2 separate regions of the Sus scrofa genome follow, and region 2 is linked to region 1. A link is a contact called in public HiChIP or PLAC-seq data. All regions are on one chromosome and are shown on one strand. The core of a region is the stretch at or near the end of the contact, and the rest is flanking DNA. Distances in the headings are between cores, read along the strand shown.

Region 1 (4,650 bases), core at 565-3,064:
GGTCTAGGAGACGATCTGACAACAAAAATCTGACACAGAACTACATCATAATCCTCTGAACGAACACACGCTGTGGGGAAAAAAAAAAAAATCTACAGGAGTTCCTGTTGTGGCTCAGCGGGTTAAGAACCCAACTAGTATCCATGAGGATGCGGGTTCGTTCCTTGGCCTCCCCCTCAGTAGGTTAAGGATCCAGCATTGCCACAAGCTGTGGTGTAGGTCACAGATGTGGCTCAGATCTGGCGTTGCTGTAGCTCTGGCATAGGCCGGCAGCCACAGCTCCAATTTGACCCCTAGTCTGGGAACTTTCATATGCTGGTGTGGCCCTAAAAAAAAAAAAAAAAAAAAAAAAATCTACGAAGTTCCTTACCTGTATGCGTTCTGAGATGAATATTGAGGTAATAATTTGAACGGAAAAACTTTCCACAATAACTACATTCTCTTGAGGATGTAAGATGCTTTATTTTTCCTCCATCATCATTTTTATCTTAAAATAGAAACAAAAATATTCATATAAGAAGACAGCTCTAATATGTGAAAAGGGCAAGCTGACTTAAATATTCATGAGAGGTACCACCCTCATACCTGTCAGTATGGCCATCGTTAACAAGTCAACAAACAAAAAATGCTAGAGAGGGTGGAGAGAAAAGGGAACCCTCCTACACTGTTGGTGGGAATATAAACTGGTACAACCACTATGGAAAACAGTATGGAGGTACCTCAGAAAATTAAATACAGAACTACCAAAGGACACAGCATTTCCACTCTTGGGCATCTATCTGGACAAAACTTTCCTTGAAAAAGACACATGCACCTGTATGTTCACTGCATCACTATTGACAATAGCCAAGACATGGTAACAACCTAAATGTCCATCGACAGATGAATAGATTAAGAAGATGTGGTACATATACGCAATGAAATACTACTCAGCCATAAAAAAGAACAAATAATGCCAACTGCAGTAATACAGATGGAACTAGAGACTCTCGTACTAAGTGAAGTCAGTCAGAAGAGAAAGACAAATATCATATGATATCGCTTATATCTGGAATCTAATATACAGCACAAACAAACCTTTCCACAGAAAAGAAGCTCATGGACTTGGAGAATAGACTTGTGGTTGCCAAGGGGGAGAGGGAGGGAGTGGGATGGACTGGGAATCTGGGGTTAATAGATGCAAACTATTGCCTTTGGAGTGGATAAGCAATGAGATCCTGCTGTATGGCACTGGCAACTATATCCCGTCACTTAAGATGGAGCAGGATGGAGGATAATGTGAGAAAAAGGATGTGTGTATATATATATATGCATGACCGGTTCACCTTGCTGTACAGCAGAAACTGACAGAACACTATAAACCAACTCTAATGGAAAAAATAAAAATCATAAAATTTTAAAAAAAGAAAAACATTCATGATAGAAACATTTTTTGGAAAGTACAAAATAATTTTTATGTTAGGTGTTGGGGTAAACGAGAAAGGCTAAAAACACGCCAGATGTTGTTCTGAGGTTGCCTGTAGTTATCACAGTATGTGTGAGTCAGGTTTTTTTTTTTTTCTGAGCATAGCAGAGTTCACTGTTAAAGATTCAGTTCTTCATGTGCTTGATCACACAGACTGAGAGGCACGAACAGTTTCCTGTTCTCCCAACAAGTCTGAGACAAGCAGAATCTGGCAAACTCAAGCAGGACCTGCATACGGGCTGGACTAACCAGCCTCTCCAGAACAGGGGTTTAGAAAACTGCGCCAATACAACTCACCAACTTTCCCACCCACCAGAGGAAGGTTTTCATCTTAAGCTGAGGCAAGTCACCACTAGAGGGTAGCAAGCACAGCTTAATCTTTACGGAAAATTAAAAGTTCGATCCTGGGCAAACACCTAGGAAAGTTTGTCAAAATCGAGCGCTGCTTTGGAAAGCAGACTGTATGGTCCACAAGCACACACGTGGGCAAAATGGACCTGTAGAATTAAAATCTGTCCCCGCATGACAAAGTCAAGTTAATCTTCACTCTGCAGGGTGATCGAGACAGTGTAGCCGGTGTGCAAGGAAGTAAATAAAGGCCCACTGGGAACACCAAGGAAAGGAATAGACTGTACTTCCCACACCAGCCCTCCCTGACCTCAGAGATGCTGCAGTTCAGCATCCGCTCAGCCAAATACGAGCACTTCAGTCCTAGTGGCCCTCCTCCTACTGTCGGCCACATTACATACATTACAACAGCCTTACAACAGAAGTCAGGTCATTTCTTTAAATTTACCATAACTGGTCATTTTGCCTTGAAAAACTATAATTTCCAACCAAATGGCCTCTTCCTGGCTCCTTCCGCATTCTGCAGTCTAGATTTACAGATTTACTGATTTTAAAAAGCAGCTTATAAGCAAACCACAGTGAGCCTCCAGCTACAATTAATACAGGACTGTTTAATCTGTGGCCCCTAAACTTCCCTGAGGACAACGTATCCACCTCTAAACCTCTAAACTCCAAGCAGCAGAGGCAGCCCTTGGTCTAAAAAGGTGTCATGCATTGTTAACCAACTATATTTCAATAAAATGAAAAGGAAAAATAAAATAAAAAGCTGTCATGAAGACTTTAAAAAATAATTGACATCAAAACTACTACGAAACCTTGTATTTATAAACACTGAAAAGAATAAAAATATATTTTGCTTTTTCATCTTCTTTAAAATAAACCTAAAGAAAGCCAGATTGACAGTAAATAACAATAAGGTAACCCTAGAGCAGCTCACATCATAACATGACTTCAGGAAAATCCATATCCTAACGCAGAATGCCCAGCTCTCTTTCTCACAATCCCTCCCAAGCAGCTGAGTCTGTAACTGGACTTGCACTTCCTTGCAATTTCCTACTTCCAACTATGTGTCAGGATTCATGATATGTTGCATCATATCCAAAAGGTTATGAAATGCCTTTATTCTAACACGAAGGACATGAAATGTCCACATCTACCTGCTTCCTGCTCCTAAGCATCACCTTTGACTTTGTTGTGCTGTCCTCCAAAGGACTTTTTATAAATAGGCAGTTGAAATCATCCTTGGGTGGTGGAAGACAAGGGTCGATGAACCAATCTCACAAACAGGAAAATCAGGCAAAGAAAGGTTAAGCAACACGTAATGGGTCACAGAACAATACCCTGGTAGAACCAGACGCGATGCAAGTATTGGTGCCCCCAGCTATTATGGGCTATTCTATCTGCCTGCTGGCTGGGCCCAAGTTTGCCATCCAGTTCTTCTGCCCATACCACCTGGTAGATGAGACCAGCCCGCCCTCTTCTTTCAGGGCACTGGGGCATCTCGAAGGCCTCATTATCTCCCCATCACTGCAGGCCCACCAACAGCACTGACACTAAGAGGAACCACTTGAAGACTGGAGGTCTGTGTTTAAAGTCATTTTTATGATGTCATTAAGACACCATAACGCATTTCCTAGATTTCTGGAAAGGGACTATTTTAAGCAAGCTAAGTGCTAGGTTCTCCCGTGTCCCAGGAAACTCAAAACATTCTAAATATTTGATATGAAAACTACGCCTCCCACGCCCATCACATGATCAGAAAAAAAAAAAGCTGGGCACTGGCTCAAGAGACGATGTATTATCTATAGGTCACATTCATCCTGTGTCTCATCCACGGAGTTCTTAGAAGACATCAACACACAGCATTCGTCTAAACCCAAGACCACGTCTCTGACAAATAGTTTCTCCAAGACTAACTTATGTCTCATCATTCACGTGTTGATTATGCAGGGCTTTATTAACTGTTCTCCAGCAGCAGAATCCTCTAGTCAAACAAAATATTATTAAATGGATACGAGAAGCTGTGGTTTAAGCGAAGATGGGCACAACTAGAACCACAGGTGGATCCTTTGCCAGGACTCAAGAAATACATCAACGAGCCTTCAGTGATGGCTTCCATTTCCTCTAATTGCCATTAGTACCTTAGAAATTTGAGCAAAGGAGCGAGATCTTCTTTCAAACATCTTTGGTGTGTTCACATGCTTTACAAACTGCTTCAGTTCCTGGGCTGACTGTGAATGGACACTTGCCCCAGACATAAAGGACAGGGTACCAGGCAGCACCAGATGGCCTAACAGCAATCTCTCAGCTCTGGTTGAGAACCATTCTCAGTAGTGTCTGGGACCACAGATACCCATTTGTGGAATAAATGACTGAAAGCTGGTCCTTGACCGAAAGGGAAGTTGACTGCATTTATGGATAACTTGTTTTCATAGATTAAGATCAGGAATGCTGGGGAAGTGGAAGGCAAGGGTCTCTCAACCCTGCCACTACTGACACCTGGGGCCAGACTGTTCTCCGCTGGGGGGTCTGCCCTGCACACGGGCACCTTTAACAACATCCCTGGCCTCCACCCACCGGGGCCAGTGGCGCACACACACCAACACAGTGTCGACAACCAAAAGAGTCTCCAGACAGTGCCAGTGTCCGCTGGGGGCCAAACCGCCCCATGAAGCAGCACTGCTTTAGGCTGATGCACAAGGTGAGATCACCTGTGAACTTTGCAAAATATGAAATCATCATTTTAGAACAGGAAGAAACTTCCCTAGACCTTTTAACTCAAGCCTATTGCTTCAGAAATGAGAAAAGTAAGGCCAAGAGGTTAAGCGATTTCCAAG
Region 2 (4,650 bases), core at 1,201-3,700, 180 kb after region 1:
TGAAAACTGCTAACCCTGACAAACACAGGGTTAAGCTGGCGGAGGTCTATAGCATAGTTGTGCCTGCAAGAAGCCCAGGAACACTGAGAGTGCCTGCATTTCCTGTCCGCAGCAGGATGCATCTCTGGAACACTAGCCTTCTCTGAAAGAGAAGGCATCTCTGAAAGATGACTGTTTTGTTCTCTGCAACATGCTCAAGTTCACAGCGGTCTTCAGAGTTGTCGGTGACTTCTCCCCTGGTTCCCCGGTTCCAACCCCTTCGTGCTGCCACAGGATGTCCGTTACCCCTGAGTCGATCTTCCCTCTTCTGCTTCCCAGGCTTGCATTCTAACTTCCAATAGAACCAACCTACCTCCTTTCTCCTTTCTTTTCTTTTCTCTTGTCTAGTCTTTTCTTTCTTTCTTTCCTTCCTTCCTTCTTCTTTCTTTAGTGCTCTCTCTCCCCTTCTCTCTCTTCCATCCTTCCTTTTTTCCTTCTTTTCTCCCTCCCTCCCTTCTTTCCTTCCTTCCTTTATGCATGCAGAAGAACAAATTGGACTCAGAATGAGTACTGCACTCAGATTTGCATCATGAAATGCTAAATGCCCTGGCCAGAGGGAAACAGTGTGGCCACCATATGCTAGGACTCAGAGCAAGGGGAAGGGTGTGTGTGTGTGTACAGGATTGCTATGAATTTACTTTGGGAATTTGCAGAAAAAGGTCTCACAACAAATGGACTTAGAAGGAATTACTGCCATTCAGGGCAACTTGAAATAGGAGATGAATGAATCTTTACTCAAATGAACGGATTTTAAAAGGTCTCAGTCTTGCTGGATCTGGCTATGATCCTCATTTAGCCAGTAACTCAAAGTTCTTTAGTGAGAGAAATTAACCCGCCAAATTAGGAGGCAGGATGGTTGAAGATGGGTGAGCAAGTTATGACCCATGGGCCAAATTCAGTTTATGTCTAGTTTTGTAACTTAAAGGTCACATTTGAGCCACATACTGGAGTAGGATTTTGCCATGCAGATTTGGAAGGAAGAACGTCCTAGGATGGATTGACAAACGACCACCTGGGAAGCAAATGGGGGCACCACCTGCTTTTGTAAATAAAGTTTTATTTGAACACAGCCATGTCCATTATTTATGTTTTATGTACGGCAACTTTCACTCTACAAAGGCAGACACTGGGTGGTCCCCAAAGCCCAAAATATTTACGGCCTGATCTGAAAAAAATATGCCCACTCCTGGTGTTAGGATTAAGCACTTATGCTGTCAACAGCTTTCCTTCAAATCTTAGTTCTGCAACTTACTTCTGTGCAGTTTTGGTTACATAGCCACAAAATGGGAATTATGAATACCTCTGGGTTGATGTGAGAAGCAGGTTCAATAATCTTAGTAAGTCCTGGTGGTTAGCGTGACTCATCTGAATTAAAGACTTCCAGAGGTTTTGCTGTATTCTTGATGTCCTGTATTATAAACATGTTGGATCTTTTCTCTCCTTATAAAAATTAAGCATCAAAAACATTTGAGGAATTCATGGAGCCACCCTTCCTTTTCCAGGAATATAAGAACATAAAATACTTGCAGCATATATTTTCAGTATATTTAATGTTGATTAATAAAGCCATGGCAACTTAGGACGTGTCCATTGGTGTGCCATGGAGCACTGACTTGGGTCTATTCTGGATATCTTTTTGGTTCAGGACTGAAAAATGAAAGGATACTGATGGAATCTCTAGGAGACAAAAAACTGACATAATAGGATCAAGATTCACAATGGTCTCTGGTTAGCACCAAATGAAGAAATGGAAGAAGTAAGAGAATATTTCCCAGAGATGGATGTGGATTCTGGCATCAATTATTGAAGTCTGGGAATGGGGAGACTTGGCCAGACAGCAGTTCCTGGGAAGTAGATCTAGGGCTTCTAGTTGGCCACAAGCTCAATTTGAGCCAGATGGAGACAGCTGCCAAGGAAATGATCTGAGGCTGCATTAACAGAGTCAGTACATGCCTTGTGGGTCTAAGGAAGGTAAAGGAGGAAAACAATTTCAATGAGCCAGGCAGCCCACATTCGGAGAAGGGAGGTTAGTTATGGAGACAAATTACAAATCTGAACGGGACATTGCAAAGGAGCACAGCTGAGGGCTGGGGGAGCGGTCAGGTTGATGAGTCATCTGGGAACTGTCCTAGCGAGGCATGACTGGAGGATCTAGCGATGTTTCCCAGGAAAGGAGCTGACCGCAAGGGAAGAGAGAGCTTTTTAAAAGCCCCAAAGGTCTTCCACATGGAGGAAGCTGCCTTCCTATCTCTATTGCTTTTTTGGCAAACATTGGGGAAATAAATGTGATACCTCTTGGGGTGTCAGCTCAGTTCATGACAGTTCCTCCACCCCTCCCCTGTGCACCCCAAGTCCACTGTCAAGTGCGGCGAGTCCCTGAAAGCCATGTTTGTTCTTTACAACCCTGCCTTTCTGTTGCCAGCTGATGGGACAAGCGGTGGATGTCTGCTGGAAACTGGAGGCACTGATCCTTGCCCTGGGGAATGTGGAATTTGCCTTGGGGACTGCCAGTCTGCCTCTCCGTATGATGGGACCTGTAGTAAATTGTGTAACTACGGGACAGGCATTTGCCACCATGGCAATGGAGGAGCCAAGAAAATCAGTCTGCACAGAAATGCAAAGAGGCAGAGATGGAAGAGAGAGGGTCTTCTCTGGCTGGGTTCTTTTCAGCTTCTCTTTTCTTTTCCTTTCTCTTTCTTGCTCTTTAGGGTCGCATCCATAGCATACGGAGGTTCCCAGGCTAGGGGTCTAATCTGAGCTACAGCTGCCAGCTTACACCACAGCCATAGCAATGGTAGGTCACAGATCCAAGCTGCGTCTGTGACCTACACCACAGCCCACGGCAACGCCGGATCCTTGACCCACTGAGCAAGGCCAGGGATCGAACCCCAAACCGCATGGTTTCTAGTTGGATTCATTTCCGCAGCACCACGATGGGAACTCCCCCATTTCTTCCAAAAGCCAAAATGCCTTTCTGGACATGGGCTTCGTGAGCTATCTTTGTGACCTTGTTATAAATCCCCATTCCCCTTTACTTCCACCAGCCCAACTGGGTGGCTTCACTTATAACTAAGTATTGCAGAGTGTAGCAGAAAGCGGCTCAGTATATGGAAGACATAACGGTGAATCCTATTCAGCCATCGAAAGAGTAGCCTCAGGAAGCAAGGGTATTTCTGTTTCTGGGCTCATTCAAGTAGGAGCTGAAAGACTGTAGATAATTGGGAGGCATAAGGAGAGAAGTTGCACTGGGGCTTCAGAAAGACTGGGAATTGACCCTGGGCTCCAGCACTCTCCTGCAATTTTCTAAATTTTACTGAGCCTATTTCTCCTGCAGAATACGGAAAACAGGTACACCTCACAGAACTGTTGTGAGGAGGAAATAACCTAATGTATTAGTTTCCTATTTCTGCTGTAAGAAATTGCAACATACTTGGTGGCTTAAAAAAAGGACAAATTCATTATCTTACAATGAAATCCAAAATGGGTTTCACTGGCTAAGGTCAAGGGGTCGGTCGGGCTGTGTCGCTCTGGAGGCTGCAGGGGAGAATGCGCTTCCTGGGCTTTTCCAAGTTTCTTGAAATTATGGTCCCTTCCTCCATCTCCAAAGAGCATCATTTCAGCCTCTGTTTCCATCATCACATCTCCTCCATCTTTCACTTACAAGGACCCTGTGATGACACTGGACTCCCACCCCCGCCCCCCATAATCCAAGATAATCTCTAATTTAAAAATCCTTAACATCATCACACCTGCAACATCTCTTTGGCCACAGAAGGTACCATACTCACAGGTTTTGGGATCAGCATGTGGACATCTTTAGGGGGCCATTATTCTGCCTCCCACATGTAACAAGAGTAAGAGCTAACTCTGATTGAAAGCTGTCTATTAGGCACAGTGCTAAATGCTTTTAGGAAGATCACCTTATTGGAGCACCGCCACAGCTCCAGAAGAGAGACTCAGAAAGGTGAACTGATTTGCCCGAGGCCACCCAGCTGGGAAGAGGCAATGCCAAGAACTAAGACTTGTTATTTCACTCCAGAGTTCTCTCTCTTCACCACCAGCGAGAAACGGCAAACCCACAGGCCTTACTTCAGGCCAGAGTCTGTGGTGAACCAGAAAGGACGCACGCTGCCTTATGAGGTCAGTGGCTCCATAGTTCCAGCCCATAGGCGCCAGTTTTCCGGGAGATGCCATGTATCTGGATTATTCATGTGCAATGAATGTCCCAATTTGGAGCTGTTGGAAACATTCAAAAAACTTTATGAAGCCAAATAATATAGGTTGACGGGTATCCCTCACCCCTACACTGTCAATTTAAGATATCTTCAAACACATACCATACATATACATTTGTATTTGAAGATCTCTGGCTCATCGTCATGACTAACCGTTAGTGAGCAGTTATTAAATGCCTGGCATGATGTTACATGCTTTACTGTCTTATTTCATTCACTGATATGTGGTTTTCTTTTAATTAAAAAAAAAATTGCTTTTTTGTCTTTGTAGGGCTGCACCTGCAGCATACGGAGGTTCCCAGGCTAGGGGTCAAATTGGAGCTATAGCCACCAGCCTACACCACACCCATAGCAACGCAGGATCTGAGTCGCATCT

What was found. HiChIP or PLAC-seq counts read pairs in DNA pulled down with a chosen protein or histone mark.
Region 2: a contact with region 1 is called in an H3K27ac HiChIP or PLAC-seq map of alveolar macrophages. The contact joins two enhancer-like sites. A contact is called at or near these places in 2 of 47 Hi-C or Micro-C datasets (embryonic fibroblasts and epiblast stem cells) and 1 of 2 datasets of contacts at active chromatin or transcription factors (alveolar macrophages).

The regions. Positions count from the first base shown.
Region 1 is chr17:54,614,172-54,618,821 of Sscrofa11.1, forward strand. It overlaps ZNF217 (zinc finger protein 217), which reads right to left. Exons shown (of 6, transcript NM_001123217.1): 3 at 371-487. Among named protein-coding and RNA genes, the nearest start is that of ZNF217, 15 kb to the right of the region's middle. Within about 2 kb of position 1,815, at least 22 of the 83 cell types and tissues checked have an H3K27ac peak or open chromatin away from gene starts, as enhancers often do. A contact at or near this core is called in alveolar macrophages and embryonic fibroblasts, where this site is marked.
Region 2 is chr17:54,789,166-54,793,815 of Sscrofa11.1, forward strand. No RefSeq gene overlaps it. Among named protein-coding and RNA genes, the nearest start is that of ZNF217, 160 kb to the left of the region's middle. Within about 2 kb of position 2,451, at least 10 of the 83 cell types and tissues checked have an H3K27ac peak or open chromatin away from gene starts, as enhancers often do. A contact at or near this core is called in alveolar macrophages and embryonic fibroblasts, where this site is marked.